3 separate regions of the Mus musculus genome follow, and regions 1 and 3 are each linked to region 2. A link is a contact called in public Hi-C data. All regions are on one chromosome and are shown on one strand. Each heading gives the region's core, a stretch centred on a gene start, on an enhancer-like site or on the middle of the called end of the contact. The rest is flanking DNA. Distances are from core to core; before and after follow the strand shown. Region 1 has its middle 610 kb from the start of Gm30904. Region 2 has its middle 190 kb from the start of Gm30904. Region 3 has its middle 390 kb from the start of Gm30904.

Evidence for each region. Hi-C and Micro-C count contacts between places; a contact is called where the count stands out from the background.
Region 1: a Hi-C map of forebrain shows a contact between it and region 2, with 2.7 times the contacts expected there. The contact joins two enhancer-like sites. A contact is called at or near these places in 3 of 484 Hi-C or Micro-C datasets (cerebral cortex, cortical neurons and forebrain).
Region 3: a contact with region 2 is called in a Hi-C map of cortical neurons, with 2.7 times the contacts expected there. The contact joins two enhancer-like sites. A contact is called at or near these places in 2 of 484 Hi-C or Micro-C datasets (cerebral cortex and cortical neurons).

What each region holds. Positions count from the first base shown.
Region 1 is chr2:7,732,106-7,736,045 of GRCm38.p6, forward strand. No RefSeq gene overlaps it. Among named protein-coding and RNA genes, the nearest start is that of Gm30904, 610 kb to the right of the region's middle. Within about 2 kb of position 2,181, at least 21 of the 459 cell types and tissues checked have an H3K27ac peak or open chromatin away from gene starts, as enhancers often do. A contact at or near this core is called in cortical neurons and forebrain, where this site is marked.
Region 2 is chr2:8,534,828-8,539,055 of GRCm38.p6, forward strand. No RefSeq gene overlaps it. Among named protein-coding and RNA genes, the nearest start is that of Gm30904, 190 kb to the left of the region's middle. Within about 2 kb of position 2,189, at least 14 of the 459 cell types and tissues checked have an H3K27ac peak or open chromatin away from gene starts, as enhancers often do. A contact at or near this core is called in cortical neurons and forebrain, where this site is marked.
Region 3 is chr2:7,952,036-7,955,953 of GRCm38.p6, forward strand. No RefSeq gene overlaps it. Among named protein-coding and RNA genes, the nearest start is that of Gm30904, 390 kb to the right of the region's middle. Within about 2 kb of position 2,421, at least 4 of the 459 cell types and tissues checked have an H3K27ac peak or open chromatin away from gene starts, as enhancers often do. A contact at or near this core is called in cortical neurons, where this site is marked.

The DNA of each region.
Region 1 (3,940 bases), core at 931-3,430, 800 kb before region 2:
GGAATCAACATGGGTTTTTACATTTCCAAAGTGTCTCACAATCATGTCTCACATTCAGATACAGGTAGAGTGTGGGAGCGCTATTCCATGCTGAGTATTTTGTGAGGATGAATGCAAGCCAATCATAATAGACATCAGAGTTCAGGAGGTCTTGCATCCCAGCTCTGTCATTGTCTCTGATTCTACCGTGGTCTCTATCTACTCCAGACCTGGATCTTGATTCATTAATTAATTCCAAAAATATCAATTAAACCATGATATACACATGTTGCATTTGAGATAGAAAAGACTCCATGGTAGAAATGAAACCAGTTGGTCATAGATGAGGTCTTACCTATAGATGAGACTTGAAGTACATTCTGGGTGGGATGGAGAGATAATACACATTGTAGCATGTGAATAAATTAATTTTTGATACTTGCCACTTTCCATTACTTTTGTATTCATAGATGTATATACTTGTGTCCGTGTGTATATTAGTTCAGATATACAGAGTATGGATGGAGACCAGAGGTAAATATGAGATTTCACCCTTAGGACACCAGTGACCTCCTTTGAGGCAGATTCTGTGATTGGTCTGCGAATATTGAAAAAGAAATAAAAAGAAAAGGACATGAAATCTCCTCGGTTTGGTGGACGAGGTTTATTGTAGATAACAAAGAGGGTAGAGCCAGATATGGGGCATCTGGGAAAGTCCAGAGTAGACATAACAGTGAGCCATGTAAAGCGATGGAGGAGGAACAGAGAGAGGAGAGAGAGGGGAACCAAAAGAGGTCAGGTAATCAAAATGTCTGGATTATATAGGGAAGAACAGCTGAGCGATTGGCAGTCCAACCCCTGGGCTGGAGAGTTAGGGTAGAGGGTGAGGTATGCTAGCCATACTCTGTAACAGGTAGGTACTGAGGGATGCTGGGAGAACCTGGCAGCCAGGCCTATTTTCATATGTTAAATAGTCACTTGAGCCATTTGCCCAAGGGTGAGGGTTTGAGACTTACAGTCTGGGGCTCACTAGGGTAAAATGGCTGGCCAGTGGGGCTCCGGCTCATACAGTTAAATCACATTGCATTCATTTTCTCTCTGTGTGTCTCAGTAAACTTCAGATCCATATCAAAACAGCTCCTTCTGTCTTTGGAGAATCATGCATGCCAGGCTCTGGTCCCACTTTGCTCTTTTTTCCCCCTCCCCATAGGCTGCTGTGTCTCATTTTGTAAGTCTCACTACCTCTGAAATCCCTCTGTCGTACAGGATAGCCTCAAATTCCAAGATCCATCTGTCTCTGCCAACCAAATGCTAGTAACAAAATTGTGCACAACCATAGCAGGCCCTTCTTTAATTTTAAAACATCATTTAACACCTAACTCTATGACTCCTACTTTTAAAAACGGAACAATAGAATTAAGGTTCATGAGTTTATTTTTAGCAAAGAAGAGATGCACAGACAAAGGAGACAAAAACACAAATGTGGGAATGTTTCCTTCAGGGCCAGCAAGACAGTCTATTCCATGGGGAAAGGCACTTTCTGCCAAACATGAGTTCCTATGGTCAATCACAAGGACCCACATGGTAGAAGGAGAGAAAAAGATTCCTCATATTTTTGTTCTGACCACATGAGCTCTGTGGTGGTACAAGCGCATCTCTCTCTCTCTCTCTCTCACACACACACACACACACACACACACACACGCACACACACATACACTTGCATGCACATGCACACACACTTTAAAAAAAAAATTCCTGCTTGGTATTCTCACAAGTAAAATTCTGACTTTCTTTTTATCCGATGGGCATGTTTGGAGTAATTAGAACATCTGCTCCCTGAAACTTTCACTATCAACTTCATAATAAGGCAATTTTTTTCAGTCTAGTAGCTGATGGGTGAAAAGAGCAATACTTTCATAACATAACGACGAGTACACTCTCCTTTCCTAATAAAACAGAGCACAAGCCATGCTATGAAAAACAGGACATGGGAAGGACACTGGTCCTCAACCAAAAACTCTAGGAAGATGCCACAAGGTAGCCTTTCCAAATGAGAAGCTCTGGCTCTCAGATGAGGTTTTTCAGAAGAGAATTCCAGGGTCTTGACTTTTCCCTGCCTCTACAGTGTAGTTCTGTACGATGCAGTTTAATACAGCACCAACTTCCTATGAACGGATCAGAAGCAGTTTTGAAAGTCAAATGTGCCAGGGGAGTGCTTCCTGTGCAGGGTGACAGCCATTATCCGCCCTCCTGCCTCCTCTTTAAGGCTTTCAGATACAGCAGCAATTCCATAAAGTCTTTCTATTCATCTCTGGCACGTCTATCTCTTGTCTCATTATAATTTCACTTATTTCTATAAAAGAAACTTGACAGCTACAGAACATTTGAGGGAAGAGAGGAAGGCGGGTGGTATGCGGGGGAGGAAAGAAGCAGGCAGCGAGAGGGGGGGAAGCAATCTGCACGTGGCTGTAAGTCCTCAGAGAACCCCTTTGGGTGACACCTTCAGAAAGGACTGCATAACAGCCATATGGCAGCATGGTCCCTTGGCATTATTTGCAGTTGCCTAGAGGCTTCTGGGTAAATGGGATAAAGTCCCTGCCACTAGCATAACAAAGGGGAAGCTCCCCCCACCCACCCCCACCCCAGCAACAGTATACACAGCTTCCTACAGTTATCCTGAGCAGGGATTCTGGCACCTGTAACTCCATCTGTGTACATTAAAAGTTATATGTGCGTATTTGAAGCGGCAAGTTCTTGCTAAGTTGTGCATCCATTTCTTTCCTAATTCTAAAAAGAAAAATTTTAAATGAAGCAAAGGAGGCTGTCAGCTCTAAGTCTTTGCTCCCATCATACTTACATGCTAATCCCCAGCGTGATGCTTTCTGGAGATAGGCTCTTGGGAGTTAAAAAGGTCATGAAGCTAGAGTCCTCTTGAGGGGAATTGCTACCCTGGTAAAAGGCAAAATAAAAACTTTGCTATTTATGCTCAGAGCACAAAAGAAACAAGAAGCATCCAACATCCTTTAACACAGCAGCAACTCTTACTAAGAACCCAACTGCACAGGCACCCTAATGTCAGACCTGTAGTCCCAGCTATGAGAAATAATCTCTATCCCATTAATTCTCTTGGTCTATGATGCTTTGTTATAGTAACATAAACTGACTAGAGAAACTCTCTATAACTTTTACATAACTGCATCCCTCTAAATATGAATTCCTAGCATACCCACATCCTTAAGCAACACCTCATAGAAACAAGAAAAAAAATAATAAGATTTTCATGCATGCATGTGTGTTTATGTCTATATATGTTCAGAGATACACATGTGTGAACAAATTCACATACATCTGAGCATGGGCGTGTGGAGACTAGTAGACAACCTCTGTGTTATTTCTTATGTGCATCCCACTACTTTGAGACAGATTTACTTACTGACTTTGGTTGCATGGGCAGGCTTGTAAATTTAGCCATCCCTGTGTCCACCTTCCCATTGCTGGATGATAAGCCGCTATGCTAGGCTAAGCTCTCTCACACTACTGCTTAGAATCCAACCAACCCTCCATGCTTAAAGGCAAGCACTTTACCAACTAGTCATTTCCTTAGTCCCAAGTCTTTCAATTTTGATAATATAACCCATAGTTTCTTTTAGGTTATTAAATGCATTATCTCTGTGATTTTGATTCCAAGACAAAGTATTTTTGCAGGCAAACCATACTATAATAAAATATAATAATTCTTTGATCACATAATTGTTTACAATCCAAAAATATGTAACAAAAATTTAAAATAGTTCTTACTGACTTATCAAATCCTTGATATATGGATTAATAGTATAATCTAAATAATTTGACTTGTGTTACCATTTTTGATGTACTATAAGCCAAGATTCCCCTTTTTTTAGGAAAGCAGGAAAGAAGTTTATATACTTGAAAGTGTGAATGATATATACCCATAAAT
Region 2 (4,228 bases), core at 939-3,438:
CCTGATATATGGTTATCTATGCTTAGGCAATAGGTCGCTGGCCACTCAGCTCTTATATCCCATGAGGCTAGACTCATTGCACGGGATAGAGTGAGTGTGCTTCAGCAGCCCGAGAGAGTTGCAAGGCTAAGCACTGCAATGGAAAGGCTCTGCGGCATATATGAGCCTATTCTAGGGAGACATGTCATCTTTCAAGAAGGTTCAGTGTCCTAGTTCCCTTCCCCCAGGCAAAACGACACGGGAGCAGGTCAGGGTTGCTCTGGGTAAAAGCCTGTGAGCCTAAGAGCTAATCCTGTACATGGCTCCTTTACCTACACACTGGGGATTTGACCTCTATCTCCACTCTCATTAATATGGGTGGCCTATTTGCTCTTATTAAAAGGATAGGGGGAGATGTTGGGAGCCGCGCCCACATTCGCCGTTACAAGATGGCGCTGACATGCTGTGTTCTAAGTGGTAAACAAATAATCTGCGCATGTGCCAAGGGTATCTTATGACTACTTGTGCTCTGCCTTCCCCGTGACGTCAACTCGGCCGATGGGCTGCAGCCAATCAGGGAGTGACACGTCCGAGGTGAAGGAGAATGCTCCTTAAGAGGGACGGGTTTTCGTTTTCTCTCTCTCTTGCTTCTCTCTCTCTTGCTTCTCTCTCTCTTGCTTCTTGCTCTCTTGCTTCCTGCACCCTGGCTCCTGAAGATGTAAGAAATAAAGCTTTGCCGCAGAAGATTCTGGTCTGTGGTGTTCTTCCTGGCCGGTCGTGAGAACGCGTCTAATAACAATTGTGTTTTTGTGTATCCAAGAATAAGAACATAGACAACTTTAATACATTCAAAAGAAAATGATTTGCCCGAAAATACACAAAGACTTTTTCTAGCTTCTCTTTGCACTTAGCGACAGTTTCATGTTAGTGGAGTTCAGGGAATGTACTTATTAGTTACTAGAGAAGATTGTGTTTCCAAGCTTGACTGTGGCTTCTACAGTTGTTTTGGGTTATAATCTTGAGTGAACAAACAAAAGAACCATACATTCTAAAAACACTGCAACCAAACATTTAATTATAGTCCTCCTGTGCTCAGCAAGGGAGGGAATAGTTACAGTGATAATTTTACAATGTAATGACAAAAATCAGTCTTTTCTAGTACTGTTCTGCACCCTGGGTGACATCCAAAGTGACCTTTTGGCAATGATGTTTCTTCTCTTTTTTCTCTCTCTCTCTCCTTTTTTTTTTCTTCTTTTTTTAACTGATTCACGTTACATCCAGCTCACAGCCCCTGTCCTGGTCACTCCCACCCATAATCCTTCACCTCTTCACCTCTCCTTCTCCTCTGAGCCAGTAGGACCCCTCTGGGTTTCCCTTCACTCAGGCACTTCAAGCCTCTGCGAGGCTAGGCACACACTCCCTCTCCCATTAAGGCCTGAGGAGACCACCTAGCTAGTAGAACCTCTCCCACGTATAGGCAACAGCTTTGGGACAGATCCCGCTCCAGTTATTCGGATCCCACATTAAGATCAACCTGCGCATCTGCTACATATGTCTAGCCCCTGTACGTTCTTTGGTTGGTGGTTCAGAGTCTGAGAGCTCCACGGGATAGTATGCCCAGATCATACTGTTCTAAAGAGAACTAAGCAAATGATCTAAACGCGCAGTATCGTGGTTGTTCTACTCTATCTTTTTTTTTTTATTTGAATCATGAATTTAGTTGGGACCTTTCACCCACATAATATGCCGTGTTCATAGTTGATTCCATTGTCTTCCCCTGTTTCCCCTACCCCCACTTGCTATTCTTCCCTTGAAGTAGCTCTCCTCTTTCCTTTTTATTTACTTTTGTATATATTTTAGGCATCTCAGCTTTTACAATAGTAGATTTTTATATTTCTTTTTTAATCCATCCTAATATACCTAGCTTTTTAAACAAAAAATATTTCTAAGGATTCTGATTTTTAATTTTATCTTCCATTCCCCTTTTCACTTCACAATGTCAGTGTGACTCATCCAATAGATTGATGACTCCCTTCCTCCCTCCCTCCCTCCCTCCCCTCCTCCCTCCTTCCCTCCTTTCTTTCCTTTGTCCCCTCTACCATCTCTTTTTCTCTTCTGTATGCTCTCCCTCTTTTCCTTCTTCTCTCTTCCTCCTCTCCCCCTCCCTGGCTCTCTCATCTTTCTATGGCAAAAATAGTCTCTAAATCTACATGTGGGTTTGAAAATTAAAACGTTTTAAAGTTTAACCCCATAAAAATTCCTCAACTGATCTGTGCATTCAGTTTTGTAGTTGCTACAAGGCATCCAACAGTGCCCTCTAATGCCAGTTTTTAAAACAATTGTTCCATACTTTTGCTTTAATCACAATGTTAAATCCTGTCATTTAGGAATCCATATCAAAGAATAAAATGCTATAAAATATTTACAATTTTAAAGACAAATTTTATAAAACATTTTCTTTAGATTTTAAAATTTAGTTAAATAATGTAATGTGATTACATTATTTTAACTCATCTTGATAATATTGTTTAATTACACTACTTCTGCTGATTGACACAATGTCCAACAAATTCTGTAAAGACACTTAGTAACAAATAATTAATCAAAACAGTATTTATTTTTAATGGCAAATAATAGTAACTTCTATATTAAATGCACAATTTATCACTGTAACTAGATGGATTTTTGGCACTTTCTAATTAAAAATTTTATAAACTTTGGCTAACCATATATATTTTAAGTATATAGCTATTAACTTTTTGGCTACATATTTGTCAGTATTTGTATCACATATTAAATCTGTTTTTATGAATAAATAATTTTTCCATTTTAAGTAGTAGTTCTATCAAAAATGTGAGGAGTATTCCAAAATTTTGTTTTTAAAAAAATCAAGTGGATAGCAACTACTATATGTACAAGCTTCTGGGTAAAGTAGAGTTGCCTTAGTATACCCCAGAAAATGAGAAGTCAGGGTAACACAGACTATTCCAGAGATAAGTAGAAGTGTACAGGAAGTCACAGAGAAAGCGATAGGGAAGCTTGAATGTATGTATGGGCACCTTGTGTGTACCTGGTGACTTTAGGATCAAAGGCATCAAATGCCCTGAAACTATCTAAGTAGGGCTGTTTGTAAGTCACTATATGGGTGCTGGAAAGCAAAGCCAGGTGTTCCACAAGAGCAACTAATATTCTTAACTGCTGAACCAACTCTCCAGCCCCATAAAAGTCTATTTTAAAAGCAAAATAATGGCAGCAAAGAAGAAAGAGATATTTCCACAAACCAAAACTATTTGCAAAGAGGTACCTGCTAGGGAAATATTCACAAATATGCGACTTCCCACAGCACAATTAAATACTACAAGCAAGAACATAGCAACAACAAGCACAACAACAACCTTGACATTCAATAACACACAAACAGTTGAATATCTTAATCTATTTTCAATTTATATGTTTTGTAGCCATTAAAGCTTCTAATAAACAATAATCATTATGTAACCTTAAATAAATAAATGTATCTGTTAAAAAATAGAAGTTGAATTATTTGTCTGTCTTTGTCCATGTCTATGCATCCATGTTTGTAATACATACAGAGACCAGAAGAGGAGATGAACCCTTTGGAGTAGCAGTTATAGGGATTTGTGAGCCATTGTACATGTTGGGAACTGAAGTCCCTTGATAGGGCAGCGAGTGCCTTTAACCTCTGAACTATTTATCTAGCCTCGCAAATTTTTCTACAGTAGACACATTAAAATGGCAAGTCTTTTCATCCGAAGTTATTACCTAAACATTTATGTATCTCTAATAAGTCTGTAAGTAGTGATCTCAGAATTTTGTCCTGGAACTTATTAAGATGATCTGAAAAGAACGGAATCACAGGGGTTGAGTATGGGAACCGGGTAGTGACACCAAGAAACACAGCAGTAAAAGAACCTGTGTGCGAGCTTCAGTCTGGAAAACAACAGAATTCAAAACAAAGCCCAAGGACGAGCTTTAGTCTATTAAATAAACCTAGCAATGATGGAGAGAGATGATGTTAAAAGAGAAAGAGGTCTGTCTCTTAACTAATCAACAGTGACAACAGGAATAAGAAAAGTCCGGAAGAAAAGATGGGGATTTCAAAAGGGATATAAAAGCTGAAGAGGAAGATATTTACTCCAGCCATACGAGATGTTACACAGCTTGGAGAGAAAATTTAAACCTGTTGTTCACATTGTCAGATTTCAAGTTAGTTGTGAACTCTGTGGAA
Region 3 (3,918 bases), core at 1,171-3,670, 580 kb before region 2:
CAAACCTGAGACAACCCTTTCCAGGTGCCACGTAAGCTTGCTTGAGAAGACCATATCCACAATGACCCCTGACTGGTGTTACATGGCATAGGTGGGACATAGCACTGTTGAAACCACTCTTAAGATGATTCTAGCTGCATATGTATCAAAAGATGGCCTAGTCGGCCATCATTACAAAGAGAGGCCCATTGGACTTGCAAACTGTATTTGCCCCAGTACAGGGGAACGCCAGGGCCAAAAAGGGGAAGTGGGTGGGTAGGGGATTGGGGGGGTGGGTATGGGGGACCTTTGGGATAGCATTGAAAATGTAAATGAGGAAAATACCTAATTAAAAAAAAAGATGATTCCAGAAACCTCCAGTGCCACTAAGATGAACAATTAAGTGGTGGAGGGATAGAAAGATGCAGAAGCAGAAGGATGTGTATACAATGTAGAGAGGCAGAACTGTAGACACAAGGGCAGTGAAAAACAGCCTGATATGAGTAGCCAAATATTTGGCCTAAGGTCATTATGTGTTCCTGGCTCATGCTCACTGAAAGTCATGTCTGGGCCCAGGGACCTGAAGCAGCAACTGTCTGCTACCCCCAAAGGCCAGGTGCACTTCAATGATCTGGTCTGCTGTTTGGGGCCATGTGAATGAGGGATGTGTAGAACTGGCCCCACCCCTCATCTTGGCATAACAGGAGAGATGTCCCTGCCCCATGCCATCTACAGTATTCTGTAGAGCAGGGCCCCACGTTGCCCAGGAAGCACAGTAGAGCTGTCTCTGACAGTGGGAGTTGTGGATGAGCAGGCCCTGAAGGTATGAGAGTGGGCGATCCCTGACACTTATCTGTCATGTGGTGGTAAGGTGAGAGATATTCTGCTCTCCCCTACCCCCTTGCCATCTGTGGCAAGTGGGAGAGCTGCTCCTGTCCCTTACTGGCTGCAGCACTCAGGAGAGTGGGCCCTGTACCTTGCCTGGGCATCACAGTAGAGCTGGCTCTGCTGGCAAGGATACAAGTGATCAGAGCATTAGAGCTGGCTCTGATCACTGGGCTCTGACTATTTGGCAGTGGGCAAGCAAGCTGGAGCAGTGCTAGAGAGCCTGCCCTGGTGATGTGATACTGGAGAGATGGCAGCTAACCAGCTCAGATTCTACCTAGGCCCAGATCTGGAGCTCTGAGTCGCCTCAATCCAACATCTATGCCATCTATGAACTGCTGGAGTGGGTGAAGGGGACAGTCCTGCACATCAAGAAATTCAGGATCTCTAGGACACAGGGCAACAACAGGATATCCAAGAGCAGTCCTAGTAAAGATCCTCAAACTAGGCCAAGACTTAATAACAGTGAACATTAGCAAGCCAAGAAGTTTGAACAGGATTTACTATGGGACACACTGTGGCATACTACAGCTTCCACAATGAGATTTTTTTCATTTAGGGTGTCTTCCATTCAGTATCCTGTCAGCCCTCCAGCTTGCCTCTCTGCTCTGGTTTCAATAAGACTAGTGATGAATGAGAGAATTTGTAGGAGGCACAGGACACCCTGTCTTTTCTCGGAACCTTAAAGAAAACATTCATACATGGACAAACAGAAAAATATACGAACTTAGTGTTCATGACAGAAATGTATTATGTAGTAACAATCTATTCATGGCTTTCTGCAATAACCTGTTAGCTCATTGCCTTTATGTACGGTAAATTCAAATAGAGATTATGCAGAAACTTACCATACAAAGATGGCAGCAAAGTTCACTGGAATTCCTCAAAGCAAAGCAGTACAAGAAGACAAGGCTTTCAATTCAATTGCATTGAAATCATTCACATTAAGCAAAATAAAATGATGATAAAATCATATTTTCTTAAAACATTTTTGGAGCAGGGAGCAAAACTCATATTAAGGAAACAACTTGCCACTTAAAGAATGTCAGCTTAAAATATTTCTCATATAGTGACTATAAAAATCTCCAGGTTTTGTAAAATGATTAACTAATATAGGGGGGAGACAGAATTATGATCTCTACTAGTTGGCAGATGATGCCCTCTTATAACTACTGTCACTCTGGCAGAAGCAATATGCTTATTTAAAAAGTATAACAGAGAATTAACCCATGTATATGTGCTCCCTTTACTTTTCTGAGTATGATAATTTTTTTTGTTCATTATAGTTGTTGGGGAAATGTTTAATGGACATCCATGTTTTGCACAGGTGGACCTGAACACCAAATATTTTTATGCTCACAAAGTTTGCAGTTTGCCAGACTGCAGCAAAACCACATTTTCATCTTAACTTTTGATGGTCTCTTTCTGTTACTGAGAATAAAGACATTCTTCTTAAGTTTTTACCAAAGCAGCTGTCTCTGATGGTACAGGGCCATCAAGAAATCTCACAAGCAAATGCCAAGAACGTCACAAGATGAGAGTCATCTTTTCCCTTAACATTTTTGGAAGACTTTCTTCATATCTATAAAATACCATCTCATAGAGAATGCAAATGCAGTGCCTCTAGAAGTGGCTTTTTACTCTCAAAATACGAAAAACAAGCAAGGGAATGTCACAATGGATTACTTTTGAAACTTGGTAATGTAATCCTATTTCACACACACACACACACACACACACACACACACATATACACACGATGAAGTTTCAGGACATAGAAATATGAAATAAATGGATAGGCATATTGCCTAGTAGGGAGAATGTTTGCCTAGTGCACAGGAAGCCACTATTTTGGTATCCAGCATTGGGTGTGGTAGATGTGCCTATAATGCCAGCACCTGGGAGGTGAAGACCGAGGGAGCAGACCTTTAAAATCAAGTTTAACTATATAGTAGACTTGAAGAAAACCTGGGATACATGGGACTCTGTCTCAAAGAAAATCAATAAAGTACAAATTAAGGTTCACTTATCAACTAAAACATATCCCATGAAAAGAGTTTCTTTTTGTAAAAATTATGTTAGACATTCAAATTTAATCTCTCTCTCTCTTTCTGTCTCTCTCTCTTTCTCTGTCTCTCTCTCTCTCTGTGTCTCTCTCTGTCTCTGTCTCTCTGTCTCTCTCTCTGTCTCTGTCTCTGTCTCTCTCTCTCTCTCTCTCAATGCTAGCAAAGATGACTATTATGCTGCTTTATAAGAAACATGATTTGGCCTCTGAAGTGTGTGACAACAGTGATTGTTGCATCGCTCCAACATGTACTGACTTGTTCAGCATAGAGTTAAAAAAAGAAACTTTTGCATACACTATGTCTTTGGCTTCAAAATCCATTTTCTAACCTTTGAAATTTCAGTAAAAATGTTCTCTCTCCTGTGTGCTGTCAGGGAAACCTCTCAGCAGTCACATTTCTAGCTTCTGGTTCTGCTTCTGTGACAGGGTCTCCTTGATTGAAGCTCTTTAACCAGATCAGAAGGCAGACCCCTGAGCCTCTGTGATCGTTTGCTTAGTGACCCCCTCAGAGAAGGGCAATGAATTGCTTGTTACTTTTCAAGTTTCTCAGAGATGGAGAGAATTTTATAAGCTCTCAGGAGATTGTTTTAAATGGGGTTGTTTTTAATTCACTGAAAATGGTCTGTGGAAGATGACTTCTACATAATTGTACCCATGGTGGCTAACTAGTATGTGTCTTTTTATGAAGTAAAGAGTTCATGTGCACACAGCTAGGAAGCACCTATGCATTATAGATGTGGTTACCAATGTTTGAAAGTGTTACCGAAAATAGGGACAAATTACATGGAAATGATGTCGTGTCAAGTGTAATCCTATCATTTATTTTAAGAAGGGTGGACCATGTTCATTATACTGAATCACTGCTGGAATGAACATTCCAGAAAAATAATGAAAGTTATCAGAAAACAAGTGTTGGTTTTGTTTTCCAGGAGAAAAGGAGGTAAGGATAGGTAGAAGATGGGTCAGGAGGGATAGGTTCATTTTCTATG